3 separate regions of the Zea mays genome follow, and regions 2 and 3 are each linked to region 1. Evidence: chromatin contacts called from public Hi-C data. All regions are on one chromosome and are shown on one strand. Each heading gives the region's core, a stretch centred on a gene start, on an enhancer-like site or on the middle of the called end of the contact. The rest is flanking DNA. Distances are from core to core; before and after follow the strand shown.

Region 1 (4,018 bases), core at 704-3,203:
TGTGCCCTCAGGTGCCTAGGTCCTCCCCGGAATATTCCCATTAAAGCAGGGTTACAGACTGTAATAATAGAAAAACCTTTACAATTTAGTCCCGTAATGCGCAGCGACAACGCGGGGCCCGTTATGACAGGCCGGATTGCACGTGGGCTCTCGTGTTGGGCGACGCCGCGGGATGGGGCGACCTCGCCATAGGTCTTCGTCCTTCGGCATGTCGGACGAAGGGTGAAATCTGCCAGTCGTCGTCTCCGTTGATGCAGCGAGACCGGCGAAGGCATCGAGCGAAGGGTAGCGTCTTCGTCTTCGCCCCAACATTTGCCTTCCCTTGCTTATAGACCTTTTAACACTCATCAGATTACAATCTAGGATTTTGGAGCTACAAATAGGACATTAGATGCTAAAGATAGACATCGATATTTTAGTCAAATAAATGATACCATATATATACTTTTTGAGACAATAATTACGAATATATATATATATATATATATACCACATTTATAATTTGTTATACAACCGAAAACAACCTAGCACGTTTAGAAACTTCACAACCAGTCAGGGGCGGATCTTAAGGGGGATTGGAGGCTCTAGTAGTGATGGCAACAAATAAACTATCCATAGATAATGACTCTGGACATCCATATCTGAGACTTAACTCGATACCCGAATATGTATCTGTTATCCGCCACAGATAAAAAACCATACCCACATTCGCTACCCGCGGACAACAGATATCCAAAGATATATACGTTTGCCCATTAGCCACATACACCAGTTTTAAATCCTGCAAATCCAAATATGACGATAATTGATTTGTCCAACAAATTCAAATATGATAAAGACGTAAAGCGGCATAGAATTTGTGCATCAAATCAAATCTGATACAAGCATAGAATTTGTCACCGACATACAACGACATAGAATTTATCACCGCCAAAGGCTGCTCGCACTATGGCGATTGGGAACTAGGAAGGATCGATGAGTGATGGGGTTGGGTTGGTGGGACTTGGGTCTTGGGTATGTAGTGTGCGGATGGGGATGGGGATGGGTGGAAACCCTAGCGACCCACATGTCAAGTTAACCTGTAATTGGATATTCGGGTATGTATAATATTTTTATATCCGTTCTATAAATATGCGTGGATATTAGGTGCTACTCGTATTCGTATTTGTGGGTACAGACTTGTATCAAATCCATACCGAATGAGTTTTTTTATGCTCGGGTGTGCAGATAAATCATATCCATGCCATCCCTAGGCTCTAGCTCCCTCACATCCATGAAACTCTATTGGAGAAAGAGATGAAGAGTAGATAAAAAGAGAAGAGAAAGAAGAAAAAGAGAGGGGAAAAAAATAAGCCTCATCTTAGTCATCTACCAAGTTATGCTGCCTGCCATAGTTCACCAGAAAATCAGCTTATCATTTCTGGGTCCGCTATTACTGTCAGTGTCAGTGATAGACTTAGAACTGCACGGTTCACATCACTTGACCTAAGCTTAACTGCATCCGCACGGTATGCACTATGCCCACATGCCACAGCCACACATGGATGTGTACGTACTGATTCTCGTCATTATCACAAATATGTGCTGCGTGTTGTCGTTGTTACATCACCTATACGGCATAGAGACATCATAATTCATACATACCTTTTACTTTTAGCCTCGCCGGTTCGAAGAGTTGCCCAACAACCCCTCTCGTTTCAAAGTCATCGAGGCTAATGAGATTATCGGCTAAAAAACCGCGGTCTCCTGCCAAACTAATTTGACCCTAGCTAATAACCGTCCCATCGAAACTAGCGGCCCACCGGCCGGCGGCCGCCGCCCGTTCAACGAACGAGTAGCGGGACAGCTCAGGAATACGTGGGAACTCGGGGGTGTCCACCGCAAAAGCGGCACCATCGCGTCGTCGATCCGCGTGCCGAGTCCCAAGGCCGGGCGTTAACCCCGCGTGGTCGCGTGCAGCAGCCAGCCAGCCAGCGCCCCCTGCTCTGCTCTGCCCAGCGGGAGGACAGGAGAGAGGAGTCCACGCGAGCGGAGAGGAGAGGAGAGGGAGAAGAACGAGGGAGAGGAGAGAGATCTCCCCCCACCCACCCCGACCCTTCCTCCTCCCCTCGGCCTCTCCGGCGGGCGGGCAATTCGGCCATGGATCCCCCACGCGGAGGTCAGCACCCCTCCTCCCTTCCCTCCTTCCACGGTTTCCCTATCCCCGTACTTCTCCGCGCCGCGGTCGCCGCGCGCGCGGCTCGATCCGCGCGACCGGTGGTTCGCCCCACGGGTCTCCGCGTGCGGCCACGGCCGATTGGCCGCTGCGGAGCGGGATTCTCCGTTCGAGTCCCGCCGTCGAGGTTCCATGTCTCTCTCCTCTCTCTCTCTCTCTCTCGCGCGCGCGCTGGTCGCAGCGGCGGCGGGCCATCCTTCGTGCCCCGCGCGGCGCACGAGGCCGCCGCCGAATCCCAGATTTATCGTGCATGCGCGGCGCCTGGCGGTTCCCGCGCTTCGGATTGCTGGTCGGGATAGTCCGGTCGCCGACGCGTGGAGAGGACGGGCTCGGGCGCGGCGCGCGCGCGGGGGCGGGGATGCCGCCGCCGCCGGCAACGTTAGATTCGCGTGCATGCGGCGGTGGCTACTCGGTACTCGCATTGCGGCCGGGGGGATTCGGCGCCTTTACGTCGCTGTCCGGGGATGTACGTGTCCGCATCTGCCGCCCCGTTTGGTGGCACCCGGTGGTGGTAGCGAAGTATCTCTTTTTGGGACGGAAGAAAGGCCTGGGTCAGCCTCAGCTGCTGGGGGCGGCGGCTGCTGCTGCTGCTGCGGTTCGTGGACTTGGATGCCCATTGTGTGATTCCCATCGCGTTGACCGGGCCGTGTGGGATATTTATTCGGATGCACCGCTTTGTTCTTGGTTGTGTGGCCGCTTTAGGTTGGTGGAGGGTGTTGTGTGTTGATTTCGTTTGTTATACAGATTTACAGAGGGTTTACGATTCTTAGCATTGTTGCCGCCATTGTTGCTGTCTATAGGTAGACGCTACAAGTAGGAGGCTCCTAAGACCAACTTCACCGGGCTCCGTTAATTGCTATCTATCCGTTTTTTTCCGCGTCCAATAGCACTGTTTATGTGTCCAACAGACATCGTATCCAGGCATGGAAAATGCAAGCAGATTCATCCGCTCCGTATGTTGGCGTTGTCTCTCTACTCCCTGCAGTTCAACCACCACCTTCATTCGATCCCCCGTGACTGTAGCGTGCCTCTGCGAGGCCCCTCGATGACGTGCGCCTGCAGGCCGGCGAGGATCCTTTTGAGGTTACCGGAGGTGATGGATGAGGAGGGAAGGAGGTCGTCGAGGCCGGCGCCGAGCCTGCGAATGCCGCCATGGATGGCGGTGTTGGCAGAAGTTAAGGACTGGGGGAAGGGAATGTTGGCGTCAGTGGCGGACCCAGGAACTGATGACAGCCTAGGCGAGAATACGGTGTGATCCCCACGCCTGTGCTCGTGCCACGTGCTGCTTGCTTCCGTGCACTATGCTCGCGCCTTGCCCTCCATTGCAGCCGGCGAGCCAGCCCAGGCCACCGCCTGCGGTGCCTGGGTGGTGAGTCCGCCCCTGGTTGGCGTCGTAATTGGGGGTAGGGGAAGAAGGGTGGTCGGAGGAGGACGGGTCCGAGTCCTTTCCCTTGTTGCGCATGCGTCAGTGGCGGTGGTGAGGGCTCCTCGGACGGGCACCGACGCTTGGCCACGGAGCTCCACCTGGTGGCGCGCAAAGCAACCGTCGCTCGAAGGGGAGAGCGACACGGGCCGTTATCAGGATGCTGCTGACAAGGGGAGGAGGACAAACCAACTGTTTCCACCCACGGACGGGCGTATTTTACGGATGCGGACGATGAACTGCTGGAGTTGGTCCAATACCAGCTAATAATGCATGTGGAACACATTCATAGCCCCATAAAACTTGTCTCGTATGTGGTGCCAGAATTTGAGTTATGTAGAAGTGCCATGCAAGTCTATTATAAATGGTCAGTTACATAA
Region 2 (4,018 bases), core at 714-3,213, 250 kb before region 1:
GGATCATACATAATTTTGATGACATACTTCAACCACTTAATAATTTCTTACACCATCAAGCTAGGAGCCTAGGAAAGGTTGAATATTATTGTTGTATGAACTATGTCTTTATTATTCGACGAACAAGTACTCCCTCTATCCCAAATTATAAGTCATTTCAACTTTCTTGGGGAGTCAAAGCATCTAAAGTTTGATTGGAATTACAAAAATCTGTTACAACAAATATTTAAACTATCATGAGAATATAAATGATGAAGAATTGAATGATACTTATTGGTATCATAAATATAATTATTTTAATATACAAATTTGGTCAAACTTAAGATGATTTGACTCTCCAAAAAAAAGTTAAAACGACTTATAATTTAGGATGTGGAGGGTACCGCCTATGAGTTCCTAAGTTGTTTGTCTGCCATATATGTATTTATCTTGTGATTATTTTCTTACATTGTTTCTTACCAGAAGAGCTACTGAATATATAGTATATAATACACTTGTAGGGTTCCCTCATAGAAATGACTGGCCCTAAGCGAGGCATTGAGTTGTGTGGCGAAATTATGCTTGAATTTGACATGAGGATTAAGAGGGGCGGAGAAGAGAAAGACGACCCACAGCTGATTGATGGTGTAGCAATCGTACTAGACGAGATGAGCATGCCTAGGAGTACTTATGCATTCACAAAACGGATCCACGGCGATTGTGGAGCGGTTGACATAACGGTATCACGCCTTGACTTTGCAGTTGAGGCGACGATACAACTTCACGTATCTGAAGTAGAGGGCAGCTTCAGTTTGCGTGCGGGCTGTTTTACCAGTGGGTTATGTGAAGAAATCCAGATCTTTAAGGGCACCATTAGTGAGCCGCGTGCCTTGAGGAGATGTGTTGTTGCTGCAGTACATGATACTTGGATGGATGTGAAGTTGAAGGTTGACGACTCAGGGCATTCTTATAGCAGTGATGACAATCCGGAACATTGGTGTAGCTTCAAAACGACCAGTCATGGATGGACCTGCCAACAGGTAAAGCTTGAGTTTGCATCCATATTGGTGAAGGTGACTTGGTCATCGACGTGTTTCATGGAATTGTTCTAGAGTTTAACCAAGTCTGCTGTTCTTGTTCACGCAGGCAAGTTTGTGTCTGCATGCACGCGTTTCATTTCATCTCATCCATCCTTGGTTCGTTTCATGCATGTTAATAACCAAGCATGCAGGCTTTGCTCATTCTTTTTGAAACTATCACGTTTGCTAGTTGTGTTCAGTAATAGTCTGTGTTAGGTTAAGGACCTAACAGCCGTGCTACTGAAACTGTTTTTTTTAATATTCTCCTCTTTTTTTTCCATTTTTCTTCTGTTTCCTCCCTTGTGTAGAGCTGCTCATGAGCGTCTTCCTGCGGAATCTGAACCAGAACCTGGAAATGTTTTTTTACGAACTATTTCATACGTAGCAGGCCTGGCCGTACGCGATACGCGTGTCGGCGAGTGGTGCGGACCCCCACACCAGACGCTTTCTTCGTGCTGCAATCTGGAGTTCACATACGCATGCATATATACATACATACATGTATTCTTGGTTCAAGCAAGCATGGCAAAGATAAACTTTTGAAATACATGTCCGGTAACAACTGAAATTATTAACATATGCAATCTGGAGTTCACATATGCAAGTTATAAACTTTTGAAATACATGCCACAAAAGAAACTTTTGAAATACATGGCTTCGATCTGCGGTATTCCTTTTTGAAATACAATAGGTAGATATACAGGTTACAGTACACTGCAAAGTGGCAGCCGACATCTGAGGTCAACTAAAGCAGGAGGGAGACCGAGGGCAAAAGAATTGGATCCGGTTCGTGCAGACGTGAGCGCCACATCTTGGTCAACAGAACAGCTGATGAAGATGGAACGACAAGTAGACAAGTCTATCGTGCTGCTGCATTGCTGCTTGGGGACCCAAATCGGCCACAACAGAGTAGCTGCAAGCCTGCAATTAGTAGAGACTGAGATAATGCATGGAAACAATAACACTAGTGTATATTAAATTAAATCATGATTAAAGTATGAGATCGAATCGCCATCTGAAATTATGCATATCCTGCAACGACTCAGTAGTCACAGTAACCAATGGGTGGGTGGAGACGAAAGCAGCCCCCTTTTTTTTCCTTTTGGGTTCGCGCAGAAGGTTTGGACTTTTTACATAAAACTATCATACCAGGTTGGCTCATCCAAAAACGTGGAGCTCTGAATCTGGCCGTGTGAATCAGCCGAGAAGCTGCTAACCAGCTGTGGCAAATGCGCCGGGAAAAGAAAAGGGTGTGGATGTGTGCCCACAGCAGCCATGCAGTAAGTTGACCCAATTTTCATTTCCATTTCCTACGTACGGCTGCAACTGCAAGCAACAGATAAACTGGGGGCTGCCTGTTGTCTCTTCTTCCTCCACGCGCTCTTCTGCTAGTTTCATTGGGCATCGTCGTCCAGTCAGCATCAGATCCAAGCATCTGCTTTGATGCTAGTTTCATTCATCAGGAAGCCATGCAGCAGCAGCAACGGGTGCATCCCTCACATGACAACGACAAGCACAACAACGATGGGTTTCTCAAACCTCTCCTAGGCCTCGCGCTCGCGCTCTTGCTATCCGCCTTCCTCCCGCCTACGAGCTCGTGCTCGGAGCAGGAGAGGAGCGCCCTCCTCCAGTTCCTCGCTGGACTCTCGCGGGACGGCGGTCTCGCCTCGTCGTGGCGGAATGGCACGGGCTGCTGCGCGTGGGAAGGGGTCGGTTGCGGCGCAGACGGGGCAGTCACCGATGTCTCCCTTGCTTCAAGGGGCCTTGAGGGGCAAATCTCGGCGTCCCTGGGTGAGCTCACCGCGCTGCTGCGCCTCAACCTGTCCCACAACCTGCTGTCCGGTGGCCTGCCGGCGGAGCTGACGTCGTCAAACAGCATCCTTGTCCTCGATGTCAGCTTCAACCGTCTCAACGGAGGCCTGCGCGAGCTACCTTCGTCAACCCCTCCCCGTCCTCTGCAAGTACTCAACATCTCGACTAACTTGTTTACAGGACCGTTTCCATCGACCACATGGGAGGCGATGACCAGTCTGGTTGCACTCAATGCCAGCAACAACAGCTTTACCGGACAGATACCAAGCCATATCTGCAGTAGCTCACCGGCCTTGGCTGTGATTGAAGTCTGCTATAACCAACTCAGTGGCCTCGTTCCTCCTGGGCTTGGTAACTGCTCCATGCTCAGAGTGCTCAAGGCTGGCCACAATGCCCTCAGTGGGTCACTCCCCGATGAACTCTTCAATGCTACGTCACTAGAGTACCTCTCTTTTCCCGGCAATGGTTTGCACGGAATGCTTGATAGCGAACACATCATGAAGCTCAGAAATCTGGCCCACCTTGATCTTGGAGGCAACAGGCTAAGCGGAAACATCCCAGATTCCATAGGCCAGCTCGAGAGGTTAGAGGAACTGCATCTGAACAACAACGACATGTCTGGGGAGCTGCCATCAACTCTAAGCAACTGCACAAATCTCATAACGATTGACCTCAAGGTCAACAACTTCGGCGGAGAGCTTCAGAAGGTCGACTTCTTCAGCCTGCCCAATCTGAAAACATTGGATCTTCTGTACAACAGCTTCTCCGGCACGGTTCCTGAAAGCATCTACTCGTGCAGCAAGCTGAATGCGTTGCGGCTCTCTAACAACAACTTGCATGGACAGCTTTCCCCAGCAATAGCCAATTTGAAGCATCTTGTTTTCCTGTCACTAGTTTCCAACAGTTTTACAAATATCACAAATACGCTTCAGATACTCAAGAACTGTAGGAATCTCACCTCCCTACTTATTGGAAGCAACTTCAAGGGTGAGGACATGCCAGAAGATGAGACAATTGACGGGTTTCAGAATCTTCAGGTTCTTTCCATGTCTAACTGCTCGTTGTCTGGGAAAATACCTCTTTGGTTATCGAAGCTCAAAAATTTGCAGGTGCTGCTTTTGCACACGAATCAACTCAGTGGGACAATA
Region 3 (4,018 bases), core at 415-2,914, 170 kb before region 1:
CAAGCATCCCTGATTATTTTCAGCAAGTAACCTTTCGTTCCTTTCGTGACAAAGCTGGTAGTACAGATCATTTAGCTTCTTTTCAAGGTTTGAAACGGTAATCTCCAAGGAGGCGATGTTAATCAGTAGCTCCTGTGCCTGCAGAACGAAAGGTTGAAAGAGCGTGGTCACTGGATGCCTTAGCCGTCTAGAACATGATATCGAATAAGCACAAAGAAACATGTGAAATTTAATCATCAGAGTTATCAAGCCCACACCTTGTGTGGAAGCTTCATAGAAGACTTCAGTATAGGCGCAACATTTTGTGTAACAGCATCCGCCAACGCCACGTGCAGATCAACCTCTTCTTCAAGCTGCCTCTGCAATTTCTTGACCTGCACGATTTTGACAGGGTTATTGAATCGCATCAGGTGACACAATTACAGCATAGCGAGAAACAAATCACAGGGCTTAAGAGGATCATCCACCTCCTGTTCGAGCTGCGACCTGTACTGCCGCATCCTGTGTCTATCATCTCTCTTCCCACCACCGTTGCTCTTACCTATCCCATCCTACAAACGAGTAAACAAAAAAAAACAATTGCTGCGACATTAATTCGCTGGAAAGAAACCAAATCGAAGAACCAATAAGCAACAAGATTGTTGGTTGACTAAACAGACTGTGGTACTCAATGGGAAGTAGGGACCAGGGAGGTTAGGGACAGTTCATCCAGGTCCCCCACATGAAGTGCGCAGCGCAGGGGAGCACGCGGTGTAGCTGAGGCCGACAGTGCCCTCCGCACCACGGCACAGCACCAGCGAAAGGACACCAACTTTGCTACGCTTGCCGTTAAAATCTCGCTTTTGTCCACCGAAAAAAATAATTTTTTAACTTTCTCTGAACAATGTTGTACCGAATCCAGACAGAAAAAATTGTGGATTTTGTGCAGGGTGAACGCTGCGCTAATTGGACGAATGAAAGTCAACCGAGAGCTTACCCCGGACCAGGAGCAACTGGCCTCCACCGCCGGCGCCGGAGCGTTGCCGTCCCCGGTGGCCAGATGTGCTGAGCGCTGCAGCGAGCGCGCCGAGCCTGCCGGTCTCCGCCCGCCGCCGGCAGCCACCTTCTGGATCAAGCCGCCCCTGGAACTGGAACCCAAGCAGAAACATGGCATTCGCACAGTCCGTGAAAGATTCAGCGAGAGTAACGAGACAAAGAAAACGCATCAGACGAAGGGGCCGGGAATCCCACTCACACCAGGGCAGCCGCCACGTCGTCGGCGGCGGCGGGCGAGACGGCGTCCTCGGCGCGCACACACGTCATGGGGGCCAAGGCGGCGCCGATCAGGCGAGGCCCTCTCGGTGGAAGCGGAGAAGAATGCGGGCAATGCGCCTCCTCCTCGATCGGCAGCTGTAGGAAATCGCGGGGCGGGATAAAATTGACGGCTCAACGGGTCAGGGAGGTGACTGTGCCTGCTCCCTGCCGCGGCCGTTGAGTTTGGAAAGGGAACCGATGGAAATGAAAACGGGCGTGTGGGCGCGCGACGGCTTTATGCTCACGGCGTGCGTGCGGGTTGGGGAGTAGTCGCTGCCAGGGAGGGAGGGAGAGACAGGAGGGGAGGTTGGAGGAGGAAGAGTAGTGGGGGGCGAGTCTTGCTGGTGACGGGGCTGACGGCTGCTCTTGACAAGAACAGTAAACAAACAAGAATGCGACTGCAAGCAAGTGGTTGGTTACCACGTAGGAGGATCTCGGCTAAATAAATATCGTTATTATCCGGCAAGAATCATTATGCAACCATTATCAAGTTAGGTCATATTTGAATGCACTACACATAATAATAGTTAGCTAGCTAAAAATTAGTAGTATAATTAGCTGACTAACAAATAATTAGCTAACTAGGGGAAATATCTTATGCAATCATTTATATTGGTGCAAACGTGCAATCAAACGATTTGGTGCATCTAATCTAGATCTAATGATGACTGTTATTTTACATTTAACCCCTTCCACCTGAAACATAGTACCTATTTTACTTTTAACCCCTTTCATATGAAATCGTTGGATCTAGATTGAATGCTCTGGATGGTTTGGTTGCACGCTTGCACCAAATGAGTGATTGCACAGGATATGTCCTCAGCTAACTATTAGCTATTTTTAGTTGGGTTGAACCAGCTAATAACTAATATGGATAATTGAGAGTGTAGCTAATTGTTAGCTGGGTTGAACCAGCTACTAGCTAATTTTTAGCTGGTGTGTTTGAGTGTCTATAGCTAAAAATAGCTAACAGATAAACTATTAGCTAGATTGTTTGAATGTTTTGGCTAAATTTAGCAGTTGAATGTATTAGAGCTAGCATTTAGCTACTAAAATTAGCTGAAGACATCCAAATAGTCTAGCTAATAGTTTAGATATTAACTAATAGTTGGATAGCTATTTGTTAGCTAGTTAATTCTACTAGTATTTTTAGCTAACTAACTATTAGCTCTAATATATTCAAACACCCAATAAGTCATATATATAAATATATATATGCGCCAGTGTGGACCAGAAGAGAAACTAGCTGAGCCGATATTCTGCTGAGAAGATCTTGGTACAGGGGTTGGCTGAGCAATGAGCTGGACCAGAAGGAAAACCGGCTGAGTCGGTCCAGAAACCGGTAGAGCTGATATTCTATAGAGAAGATCTCGGTCCAGGGGGCAACTGAGTAGGGGGTCGGACCAGGAGGAAAACGACTAAGCCGGTATTCTTTGTGTATATATATATATAAATATAAATGAAGGATGAAGGTATATATATAGGAAGGTATATTGGAAGTCCTGGGCTTCCAAATGGTAGAGGAAGCCCTGGCCGATCACTCCTGCGACCTGGTTGGACCGCAATGGCGCGCCCACCTACATCCCATGTATGTGTGCACCAGGTCAAACCTCTCCCCCGCGCGTCAGTCAAACCCCGGTCCAACATCCTACCCCCGTGTGGGACGCTGAAAGTTGCCTAGAGGGGGGTGAATAGGAGCGAAAATTTTTTCAATAAAAACTAGAAACGAACTGGGTAAAACCGGTTCAGCCGGTTTGCACAAGCTCAACTAAAAAATGAGATATAAACTGAATTGATCTCGAAATTCACCCAGTTAACTTTGGAAATGAGATGTTCTAGTTGATCCACAGGGTTCAAAGTAGTAAATCTGAGAAGGGCACTTCTCAAAATCCACACACCAAAAAGATATAAACAATTCTTCCGCGGAATTGTGAGAGAACGAAGAACACGAACAAACACAATGAGCAAGAACACGAGAGACACAAGATTTATCACGAGGTTCGGTCACACCACCAAGGTGCCCTACTTCCTCGTTGAGGCGCCCACCAAGAGCCGGGTCTCTTTCAACCCTAATCCTCCCTTTGCCGACCACAAAGGTCAAGCCCACACACTAATCTTTGCTCAAACGAGCGGGTAATACAAACTTTCTTGTGGTCTTCCACAAGATTTGGAGAGTCACAAGAGACATCTAGTCGTCTAGGAGCTAGAAGATCCAAGAGTAATGAATCCACAAAGAACTCGATGTAGTACCAAAGCTCGAATTAAAAAGAACAAGGGTTTGGAGATGAAGCACAAAAATCGTAGCTCTTCAATCTCACTCAAAGATTTCTCTCCAAAGATTTGAAATGAGAGAGGCAATAGGTGTGTGAGAGAGAGTGGGATGTGTTTCTCAGGTTAGAAATGGAGGTCCAGTCGTGCTCTTGTATGGGGGAGAGAGGTAGGAGTGAGTATATATAGGTGGGGCTCCAAAACTAGTCGTTTTTTACTTTTCTGCACAAAAATCGGCTGAGCCGGTTTCCACCAGACTGAATTCTGGTTCAGTCACCGGTTGAGCCCGTGGGTGAACCGGAGTCAAAACCGGCTGAGCTGGTCCAAAACCGGTTGAGCTGGTTTTTGAATACCAGCCTAAAACCAGTTGAGCCGATATTTGAATACCAGCTGAACCAGCCTAAAAACCAGCTGAACCAGTATTTTCCAGAGAGCAATTTTGGCCAAGATAAACTTA

Evidence for each region. A called contact is a pair of places that touch in the nucleus more often than the background predicts.
Region 2: a contact with region 1 is called in a Hi-C map of leaf, with 5 times the contacts expected there. The contact joins the promoter of LOC103626634 here to the promoter of LOC100193423 in region 1. A contact is called at or near these places in 6 of 25 Hi-C or Micro-C datasets (bundle sheath, ear, leaf and 1 more).
Region 3: a contact with region 1 is called in a Hi-C map of leaf, with 7 times the contacts expected there. The contact joins the promoter of LOC100277484 here to the promoter of LOC100193423 in region 1. A contact is called at or near these places in 5 of 25 Hi-C or Micro-C datasets (ear, leaf, leaf mesophyll and 1 more).

Annotation. Positions count from the first base shown.
Region 1 is chr5:82,771,373-82,775,390 of Zm-B73-REFERENCE-NAM-5.0, reverse strand. LOC100193423 (VIN3-like protein 2) reads left to right here and starts at 1,953. Exons shown (of 4, transcript NM_001310443.1): 1 at 1,953-2,158. The coding sequence starts at 2,140.
Region 2 is chr5:83,021,977-83,025,994 of Zm-B73-REFERENCE-NAM-5.0, reverse strand. LOC103626634 (tyrosine-sulfated glycopeptide receptor 1) reads left to right here and starts at 1,963. Exons shown (of 1, transcript XM_008647037.3): 1 at 1,963-4,018. The coding sequence starts at 2,528. It overlaps LOC109939935 (a long non-coding RNA gene), which reads right to left. Exons shown (of 2, transcript XR_002262314.3): 2 at 1,586-1,979.
Region 3 is chr5:82,942,690-82,946,707 of Zm-B73-REFERENCE-NAM-5.0, reverse strand. It overlaps LOC100277484 (Ternary complex factor MIP1-like), which reads right to left and starts at 1,664. Exons shown (of 12, transcript NM_001313681.1): 1 at 1,235-1,664; 2 at 977-1,127; 3 at 468-551; 4 at 258-374; 5 at 1-138. The coding sequence starts at 1,302.